Regions from separate parts of the Sus scrofa genome. Here region 1 is linked to region 2. The links are chromatin contacts, called in public HiChIP or PLAC-seq maps. All regions are on one chromosome and are shown on one strand. Each heading gives the region's core, a stretch centred on a gene start, on an enhancer-like site or on the middle of the called end of the contact. The rest is flanking DNA. Distances are from core to core; before and after follow the strand shown.

Region 1 (4,844 bases), core at 564-3,063, 1.3 Mb after region 2:
GAGAGGACTTATATGCTCTCATCTGTGCCTCTGGCGAACTTAGAAGTATTAGTGCTCATAAGGCATTTACCTACTTTGGGTTATTCTGTACACTAAGAAAGAGTTTCATGACCCATGGCAGAATCTTAGAACCGATTTAAAGTTATTCATCCAAGATATCTTCTTTGCTCCAGGCTCATGGATTCGCATTCCTGGTAGCACGCTTACAACATTCTAGCTATTTAAAGACTAACAATGAAAAACTAGGTGGGTCCCACAAATCAACACTAGACAAGTGTCTGCATCTTGCATGCCTCACAGCATCAAAAAGTTCTTTGCACAAATGCATCACTGAGGCATCCAAGTTCTTATAGCATGGACACCTGTCTCCCCAGGAAATAATTTATGTTCCCATAGACACACTCTGGCTTTAACAGCTGATAACAAAAGTTGAGGGATAAGGAGAGCTTTGGCCATATATGAAATGTTCTCTTCTGGTGTTCCTCATCTGGGCACTATGTGACCTTCAGTGGCCTCTGATTCCGTGAAATGAAGTGGAATCACTACCCCCTGATGGGTAGAGTGAAGAGATCTGAGAGGAATTCACAGTGGCTGTCTGTTCAGGGGATCTGCAATATCAAGAAACCAGGAAGCAGACTGTCCTCAGAATATCTCTCATCTGCCTGCCCCCTGCTCCCTTTACAGTCACTAAAGGGAGAAATGTTGCTTCCAGGTGGCCAGAGGTGGGATGTTCACATGACTATCTGACCCTTGCTGGCAGATAAGGCAGGGATGACAAGGCAGTACCTTCCATGTCTAAGAGTGGCATAGTTTGCATAGCATTTTCAGACACATTCCTCCTTACAACCTTGTGAGAGGAGGAGGACAGGGATTATTATCACTATCTGTTAGAGGAAGGAACTAAGGCCCATTAGAATTCTGTGACTTTCCCAGAGTAGTAAAGGTAGTTAGTGGTTGAGCCAGGCTGAAACTTTGGAACTTTCAACAATTCCATCTTGTTTCTGTGCCCAGGCATTTTTGTGCAATTGGCTATTCATCCTGTTCTTGTCTCCAAAGCAAAGCAACCTGTGTTCAACCAAATAAGAGAAAGAGCTCTAAGTGACTTTTCTAGATCCTTTCCAATGCCAGATATCCATCCCCCACACTGGTAGCTATGGCCCTCTGAAAACTAACACAAGAATTCAGGAACTGTGTTTTTACATCTTTTCCAGATCATTTTGGAAGGAGCAATAATTTATATGACCTTTAGGTGGGGACCAAGACAACATACTTCATTAGGAATTATGAATTAACATAACACTCAATATTTATGTATTTATTCAAGTACTCTGTACCAGGAGTGAGGAGCTCACCATCTAATAGGAAAAACAGGTACTAAACGAACAAGAGCAGAATGACTTAACTCTAACAATAATATTTAATAAATAACAATGCCCAGGGTACTGGGCAATATGTGATGAACTTATCAATAAACAAACCTCAAGTTGTAAGAAAAATCACAGAAGAAAATATAGTCCCTTTTGTATACAATGATTTTCACTATTTGTGGAGATGACAGAAAAAAAAAACAAAAAAAAAAAAAAACAAAAAAAAACGCCTCAGGAGTGGCTATAAGCTATAAAAAAAAAAAAAATCTCAAAAAAGACCCTGTGGTCTCCATGCCACCTGCCCCTTAAGGAAGAAAGGGTTTCTCCAGAAACTTCTGTTACTCTGGGCAGGTGACTGACTTATAGCTCAGGTGTGCATTTGCCTGCTTGAATCTGCCACTGTTCCAAACAGTGCTCTATATATAGAGATGACTTCACCCTCTGCTGGAATGCAGCAGCTGTTCAGCAGCGCACACTGATATGCTACAAAGACTTAGGCCATATCTAATTGAGCACTTCAATACTGCAGAGATAGGCGCCTGGAAATATTTAGATAAAATGCCTTTAGCCAGATGGAAGCTGGCCAGGACACCAGGATAAAATCTTCATCTCATAGAGCTGCCAGTACATCTTGGCGGGGGGCTCCATGGAGGGACGTGGCGTCAGGAGAGAGGCTGCTCTGTCCCATCCACCCTTCCTGCTGTAAACATGACATAAAAAATAACAGGGAATAGGAGAAATTGGCGTTTTGCTGCTTCCTCCTTCTCCCCACGGAAGACCAAATAGAGCCTACCCTCTGTGAAAATAATCTGAATGGTGATGGTGCCTACATGTCAGAAAGGCTCCCGGTTCTCAGATTTCCCCACAAGACTGCCCCCCACTGCCAGCAACTCCCACATTTCCAGCCCTGGAAATTAATCAGTGAATACAGTAAAGCAGGGCATTGCCATCCCACTGTTTCTACATAAACTGGCTGTTCAAACTACTTTTATAAACTTACTTTTAAAGCTTAACAATATCAGAAAACATTTCAAAAAGTGATAAAGACTACAATTCCTTTTTAAAATGTGAAATAAAACCCTGCAAAGTAGACAGAGAAAATTATCATGGACCATTCCTCTACTCTAAACCAAAACAAAGTGACTGGATCACTGTGTTGTACAGCAGAAATTATTACGACCTTGTAAATTAACTATACTTTAATAAAACTTAAAAAAAAAAACAAAGTTGTAAAGTTTCCCAGTAACTTGTTTTCCTCCATCCCATAAATCATTCAATAAGTCATTTTCAAAGAAACAGGAGAATGCTACAAGATGAAACATATGAACAGAGGTAAATATGATCTAACGTGTAAATGCTGAGGGACACCCAAAAGAGCAAAACCCAGTGAAGGTTAAGAAAAACAAGGGTTTAATTATATTTAAAAAGCCTATTGTTATTGACACTAAAGGGGGGGGGCTTTTATTCTCTCCATCAGAGATCACCATTTGAGGCAGGACAAAAATAACTAAGATGTGGGTTTTCAATTATTTCAGATATTTCATGTCTACATATCCTCATGTACTATCTTTCAATTCTCACCAAAATATTGTGTGATAGATATTATCAGCTCCACTTTAAAGTCAAGGAAAGAAACTCAGAAAGGTTAAACGGCTTTTTCAAAATCCTAGCATTTATTACAGAATCCAGGTCTGATTCCAGACCACTTGATTCCAACACCCACTTGTCCACAGCCTATTTTTGTACAGCTTAGGAGACAGGGCATCTTTTTTTCACTTCCTTATATGGTAGAAAAAAATAAGAGGAATAATATTTTGTGACAAGAAAATGATATGAAATTCAAATTTTGGTATTCATAAAGTTTTATTGGAACACAGCCACTCTAATTTTTTTAATATATTTTCAATGATAGTTTTTGCAGAGTTGAGTTGTGATATAGACTGAACAATGCATGAAACAAACAAAATAACCATCTTCTTGGCTCAACCAAATATGTCTCAAAAACTGCAATATAATTAGTTTTTACTTTTGAAGAAGGAAGAGTAGATGAGACCTAGAGTACTTAGAATATCATAACGATGACAAAAATGGATTCCATACTCAAACCACAGCCATATATTATTGTAGGAGGTAAGTTTCCCAAGAAGGCCCAATGCTAAAATAAGAGAGTCCTACTGTATTAAAGTAAGTAGATTGGCATGATTCACCATAGCAATATCTTATTACATTATATCACCCAAATATTCAGAGGCTTAATTTGCCCAAGCAAAAATTGGAATATATGGTCCACGTTTGAATAAACACATGTAAACACTAAGGTAGATCAGAACTCTAAAAATTTTAAGAACTGTATTCACTTATTGTTACATATTTTCATTTTGTGAACATTTACGAGGTATGAATTTTTAATGTATGATCGAGGTATCATTTTAGGCATCAGATTATGAGAAGTCTGCTGTGCCAAGCTAAGGGGCCTGATTTTACCTAATGGTGATGGAGAACCACTGAAGACTTTCACATATGGGACTTGGGGATCCTAGTAGGTAAGTGTTCAGTGAATGAAGAGCAGTCTACAAAGGCCAGAGGAGTACAGGAGAACAAGGTGAATAAAGTGTCACCAAAGAAAAATAATTAGAAAGTTCAAGAGGTAGGATATAATGTACAGCATGAAATACAGGAGAAAAGTCCATAAGGCAAGAATTGAAAACCATCAATTGGAATGGTCACTTAGAAGGTCATTGGTGGAGTTCCCGTCGTGGCACAGTGGAAACGAATTTGACTAGGAACCATGAGGTTGTGGGTTCAATCCCTGGCTTGGCTCAGTGGGTTAAGGATCCAGCGTTGCCGTGAGCTGTGGTGTAGGTCACAGACGTGGCTCACTCAGATCTGGCGTTGCTGTGGATGTGGTATAGTCTGGCAGCAACAGCTCCGATTAGACCCCTAGCCTGGGGAGTTCCATATGCCACGGGAAGCGGCCCTAAAAAGAAAAAAAAAAAAAAAAGCCATTGGTGAGGTATTAAGGCCAGTTTCAGAGGAATGATGAGGCCAAACATTCAACTGCAATAGATTAAAAGGGGAACTAGAAGAGATTACAGATAATTTTTACCAGAGCTTTTGAGGGACCAGAAGAGACAGAGCTGACACTTGCTGACATTTGCTTAATGAAGATGCAAAGACATCTTTTTTCCTTTCTTTTATTTTTCTTTTCTTAGATAAGAACTGCTCAAATTTATAGGCTAAGGAGAATGAGCCATGAAAAAAAGTTTTTGAAAAAAGGTTAAAATATTAATTGAAGAAGCTGAATATTTAATGGGGCAAGTCTTAGTAGAAGGGGGAGAAGATAGGGCCATAATCCCTGAGAGAATTTGAAGTTGAACAAAAAGTGGGGTATCCTTTCTTCTGATACTAGGAAGGAAATGATTTTGATGGCAGGTATAAATTAGCCTATAGGACCTTATGAGAGAGGGACTCAGTCCA
Region 2 (4,458 bases), core at 1,039-3,538:
CTGTCCTTTGGCCTCCCCTCTCCCTGCAACTGTGCATTGGGTATCTGCATTAGGCATCTACCAAACCTGTCCCCCCACCCCAACCCTGCCATCATCAGGAATAACAGCTCAATTACAAAGAGCAATATTACCTCATATCAAGAAGACAACTCCTTAAAGATAACATTCCTTCTTTATCTTGTAAAGGGTCACATGACGCCCCAGGATGAAGTTTAGGTCTGGATTACGTGAACTGTCAAAAATATGTCATTGGATGAATAGCCCTTTCTTTCAAAAAACTTATATAACTGTGCCGACAGTTATATAAGTGCTTTCTGAGATGCAGGTTATAATCCTTAAATTTGACTCAAATAAAATTTTCCAATTCTTTCATAGAAAGACTGATTAATTTTTTATCAACAGAGTCTACCAAATGTGCTACTCCAGAGGAAGCTGGGTAAAGGATGTATGGAACCCATGTGCTATCTTTGCAAACTTTTTTTTTTGGTTGCACCTGTTGTATGTGGAAGTTCCCAGGCCAAGATCTAACTCGCGCCACCATAGCAACCCAAGCTGCTGCAGTGACAACGCGGGATCCCCAACATGCTGTGCCCCAAGGGAACTCCCTGCAAACTCTTCTATAAATCTAAAATTATTCAGGGAGTTCCCGTTGTGGCTCAGTGGTTAACAAATCCAACTAGGAACCATGAGGTTGCTGGTTCGATCCCTGGCCTTGCTCAGTGAGTTAGGAATCTGGCGTTGCCATGAGCTGTGGTGTAGATTGCAGATGCGGCTCAGATCTCTCATTGCTGTGGCTCTGGCATAGGCCAGTGGCTACAGCTCCAATTGGACCCCTAGCCTGGGAACTTCCATATGCCCTGGGAACAGCCCAAGAAATGGCAAAAAGACAAAAATAAATAAATAAATAAATAAAATTATTCAAAAGACTTTTTTTTTTTTAAAAAAAAGACTGGCCTTACTAAGTTGATCTCATACATAACATTGCTGGTTGAAATGTAAAACAGTAAATGATGTAATCACTTTAGAGAACAGTTTGACAGTTTCTTAGGAAAATAAACATACACATAATAATATTTCCCAGCCATTTAATTCCTAGGTATTTACTCAAAAGAAATGAAAGCATGTCTTACACACAAATAAGTCTTATACATAAATCTTCAAAGCAACATTATTAGGTATAGCCAAAATAGGAATAACACAAATGTTCATCAAGAGGTTATTACTTAATTTATGAAATAGCCATACATGGAATACTAGTCAGTAATAAAAAAGAATAAACTATTGCTTCATGAAACATGAATTTCCAAATCATTGTGCAGAAAGAGATCGGTACCTTCCCCCTCTCCAGCCAAAAAGAGTATATTCCAAAAAATGGAATAATAATTCCATTTTTATGAAACTCTAGAAAATATAAACCAATTTATAGTAACAGAAAGCAAATCAGAGGCTGCCTGAAATGGTGGGGGCAGGACAGGGATAGCTAAGAGAGAGGGGATCTCAAGGGACATGAGAAAACTTTGAGGATAAATAGGTTCATTTTGTGTGATTATTTCACAGTATATACATAGGTAGAGACACAGAGACCTGTACAATTTTTTTTTTTTTGCCACACCTATGGCAAGTGGAAATTTCCAGGCCAGCGATCTGAGCTGCTGCAGTGACAACACTGGATCTTTAATCTACTGCACCACAAGGGAACTCCTAAACCGGAACAATTTAAATATGTACTTTATGTCAATTAGAGTTGAATAAAGCTGTTTTAGAAAAGACTGACATGGAAAAGGTTTTAATATACTAAGTGCAATAAAATCAAGCCACACAAAAACAAGTACAGTACACTCCCCTTTCTGTTAAAACAAAACACTGGTTTACATTTATAAACACACAGGAAAATGTCTAGAATATTATATAGCTACAGGAGAGAATGCCTAGGTGGGTCAAGGTAGGGATGAAGAGTGAATACGCTATAATAACAACTCCAAAATCTCAGTGACCTAAAATAACAATTAATCTTTCTTACTTATGTTACAAGTTCTATGTAGGTCAGCAGGACACCCTGTTCTTCACCGAAATGACTTAAAGGCCTATATTTAGCAACACCTAAGCTTCCTGTTCAAAGCTAGGTAAAATTTACATCTGTGATTTTCTCTTTACTTACACATACACTTCAACATTTTCTTCCTAGTTAAAAAAATTTTTTTTTTCTTTTTTAGTGCCACATCCACAGCATACAGAAGTTTCCAGAAAAAGGGTTGAAGCAGAGCTGTAGCTGCCAGCCTACACCACAGCTCATAGCAATGCTGGATCCTTAACCCATGGACTGAGGCCAGGCCGGGGTCAAAACTGCATCCTCATGGAGCCTGGTCAGGTTTGTTACAGCTTAGCCATGATGGGAACTTCTACTTTAAATTTTTAAAAAATGAGTATGTATTACTACTATAAGGAAAAAACAGTTACGTAAAACAAAAGGTCTATGCCTGAAAACGAGGGTGACCAAATACATAAAAATAGTGTTATTTTGACCTTGATTAATGTTTCAAATTTAAAGTCTGAGATAACTGAAACAGAAGACAAAAGAAAGTAAAATGTGAAATGCCACTCCTTTAGAACTTTAGTTCTTAATATTGATGCAGTTTCTGACATTTTTCTATAAATAATAGATTACAAAATGGCTATCTGGCACAGTGTTGCTTTTAAAAGTGCATTTCCCAATTCTTGACTATACAAATAAAAATTTAGTGGAGACTAAGGCTGAGACAAAAAATACAGATAAAGTCATACAACAGAGCTAATTACCCACTTACCCATCATCATTATCTGAGGCTGCATGCAAAAACAATTACATATTTAAGATGTCCCATCATAACAAAATGCAACTGTAAACAGTAATTTGTTCAATAACTACTTCCACATTCATGTCCATAATAGTAGTGGCTTATAAATCTAATTACAACCAATTATTTTCAACAAATTATTCTGTCAAATGTTTTCTCTGGCATGTTTGTAACAGTAAACATAGTAACAATAATAATCATGCCATGTATGAAAGCCTAATTTATGCCAGCCACGGTGCTGAACAAGCTACGGACTGCTAATCCTTAAGACAACCTTGAAACCAAGTATCTTACATAGATATGTCTTATATATGTGAAACTTGTTCCAGTTCGTATCCATAGGGGAAAATGTGGTGCTTTTTTCCCTACAGTACACAGCCTTCACATTTTCACAATTTACTCTACATGAGTGCCTTCCCACTCTTGGCAAAACCTCAAATTAATCAAACAGCTACTATTTCTCTCAGGCTCTGTCCTAGGTTCTGGGAATCCAGAGAGAAATACAACAGATAAGCTTTGCTCTTAAGGAGTTCAGTTTAGTCAGAGCAGCACAGGAAGCTATTCTCTCAGTGGAGGTATGGCTGGTAGGGCAGGAAAGAGTGGCAGGGAAGGAAGTAGGCAAGTAGGTGGGCAGCCAGTGTTTGACAAGAATGAGGCAAATGAAGGGAGAAGCATTCTGGGTACAGGCAATTATGAGAATTTAGGGGAGAAGAAATCTTACAGGACGTGTGTATATTTCAGTACGGCTAGATAAGAACATGACTGAATGCAAGGGCCAAAGCTTCTCAGTAGCAGACATTCACATTACTAATCCTACCCGGCTCTCCCACCCGCCACACTCAGCCTCTAACCCACAGCCCCCCTCCTAGGCACTGCCACATAGTCCCATTTGCAACTATGAGCAACCACATCCTTCTAACCCATTTACCAGGACCCCCTATTATCTCCCAGGAAGCATAAATGCCAGGTACACTTAAGCCAGTTACCCTTGCCTGTTTCCTTGCAGACACATGGAGAACTTTCCAGACTCCAGAAACCTGGACTTTCTCACAAGTGTTACTCATACTGTCCAGGTATATCCTGACTAGAGGACCCCCCCTGCCCTGGAAATACTTGGAGGCTAATCCTCCAGCAAGGTGTGGTCTCTTAAAGGCTCCTTTACCTTCCTAGTCTCCATTACCAGCTAACACATCCATCTCCACCAGGCTTCTTGAGCACTAGTGGAGAAATCACACATTGCTGTAGATTGGTGCCATTCATCAGTCAGTCATGACTGCTAACTTCAGCTGTAGCAAGGCTCAACAAAATACCATGAAAAGAAAATAAAATTTTAATAAGGTTGTTTTGAAGTGAAAAAAAAAATGTGACTGGGGGGCTACTGTGTTTATGAGGGTTTGCTGTGTTCCAGGACAGATTCAGAGAGGACAAATACCTAGGCATATCCTGAGAAGTTACAATATTTCAAAGACAAGGAATCCTTAGGAATCCAGGATTTTAAATTTCTTTCTTTTTTTTTTAACCTAAAAGGAAGCAAAAGCCATGCTGACCTTACACAGCAGTAGTGATTGCCCGAAGGCAGTAGAGTAGCATAGCCATGGTTCTCCAATTATCGTGTGTGTTAGGA

Evidence for each region. HiChIP or PLAC-seq counts read pairs in DNA pulled down with a chosen protein or histone mark.
Region 1: an H3K27ac HiChIP or PLAC-seq map of skeletal muscle shows a contact between it and region 2, with 14 times the contacts expected there. The contact joins two enhancer-like sites. A contact is called at or near these places in 1 of 47 Hi-C or Micro-C datasets (epiblast stem cells) and 1 of 2 datasets of contacts at active chromatin or transcription factors (skeletal muscle).

The regions. Positions count from the first base shown.
Region 1 is chr13:116,556,693-116,561,536 of Sscrofa11.1, forward strand. No RefSeq gene overlaps it. Among named protein-coding and RNA genes, the nearest start is that of KCNMB2, 190 kb to the right of the region's middle. Within about 2 kb of position 1,814, at least 17 of the 83 cell types and tissues checked have an H3K27ac peak or open chromatin away from gene starts, as enhancers often do. A contact at or near this core is called in skeletal muscle, where this site is marked.
Region 2 is chr13:115,302,698-115,307,155 of Sscrofa11.1, forward strand. No RefSeq gene overlaps it. Among named protein-coding and RNA genes, the nearest start is that of TBL1XR1, 180 kb to the right of the region's middle. Within about 2 kb of position 2,289, at least 1 of the 83 cell types and tissues checked has an H3K27ac peak or open chromatin away from gene starts, as enhancers often do. A contact at or near this core is called in skeletal muscle, where this site is marked.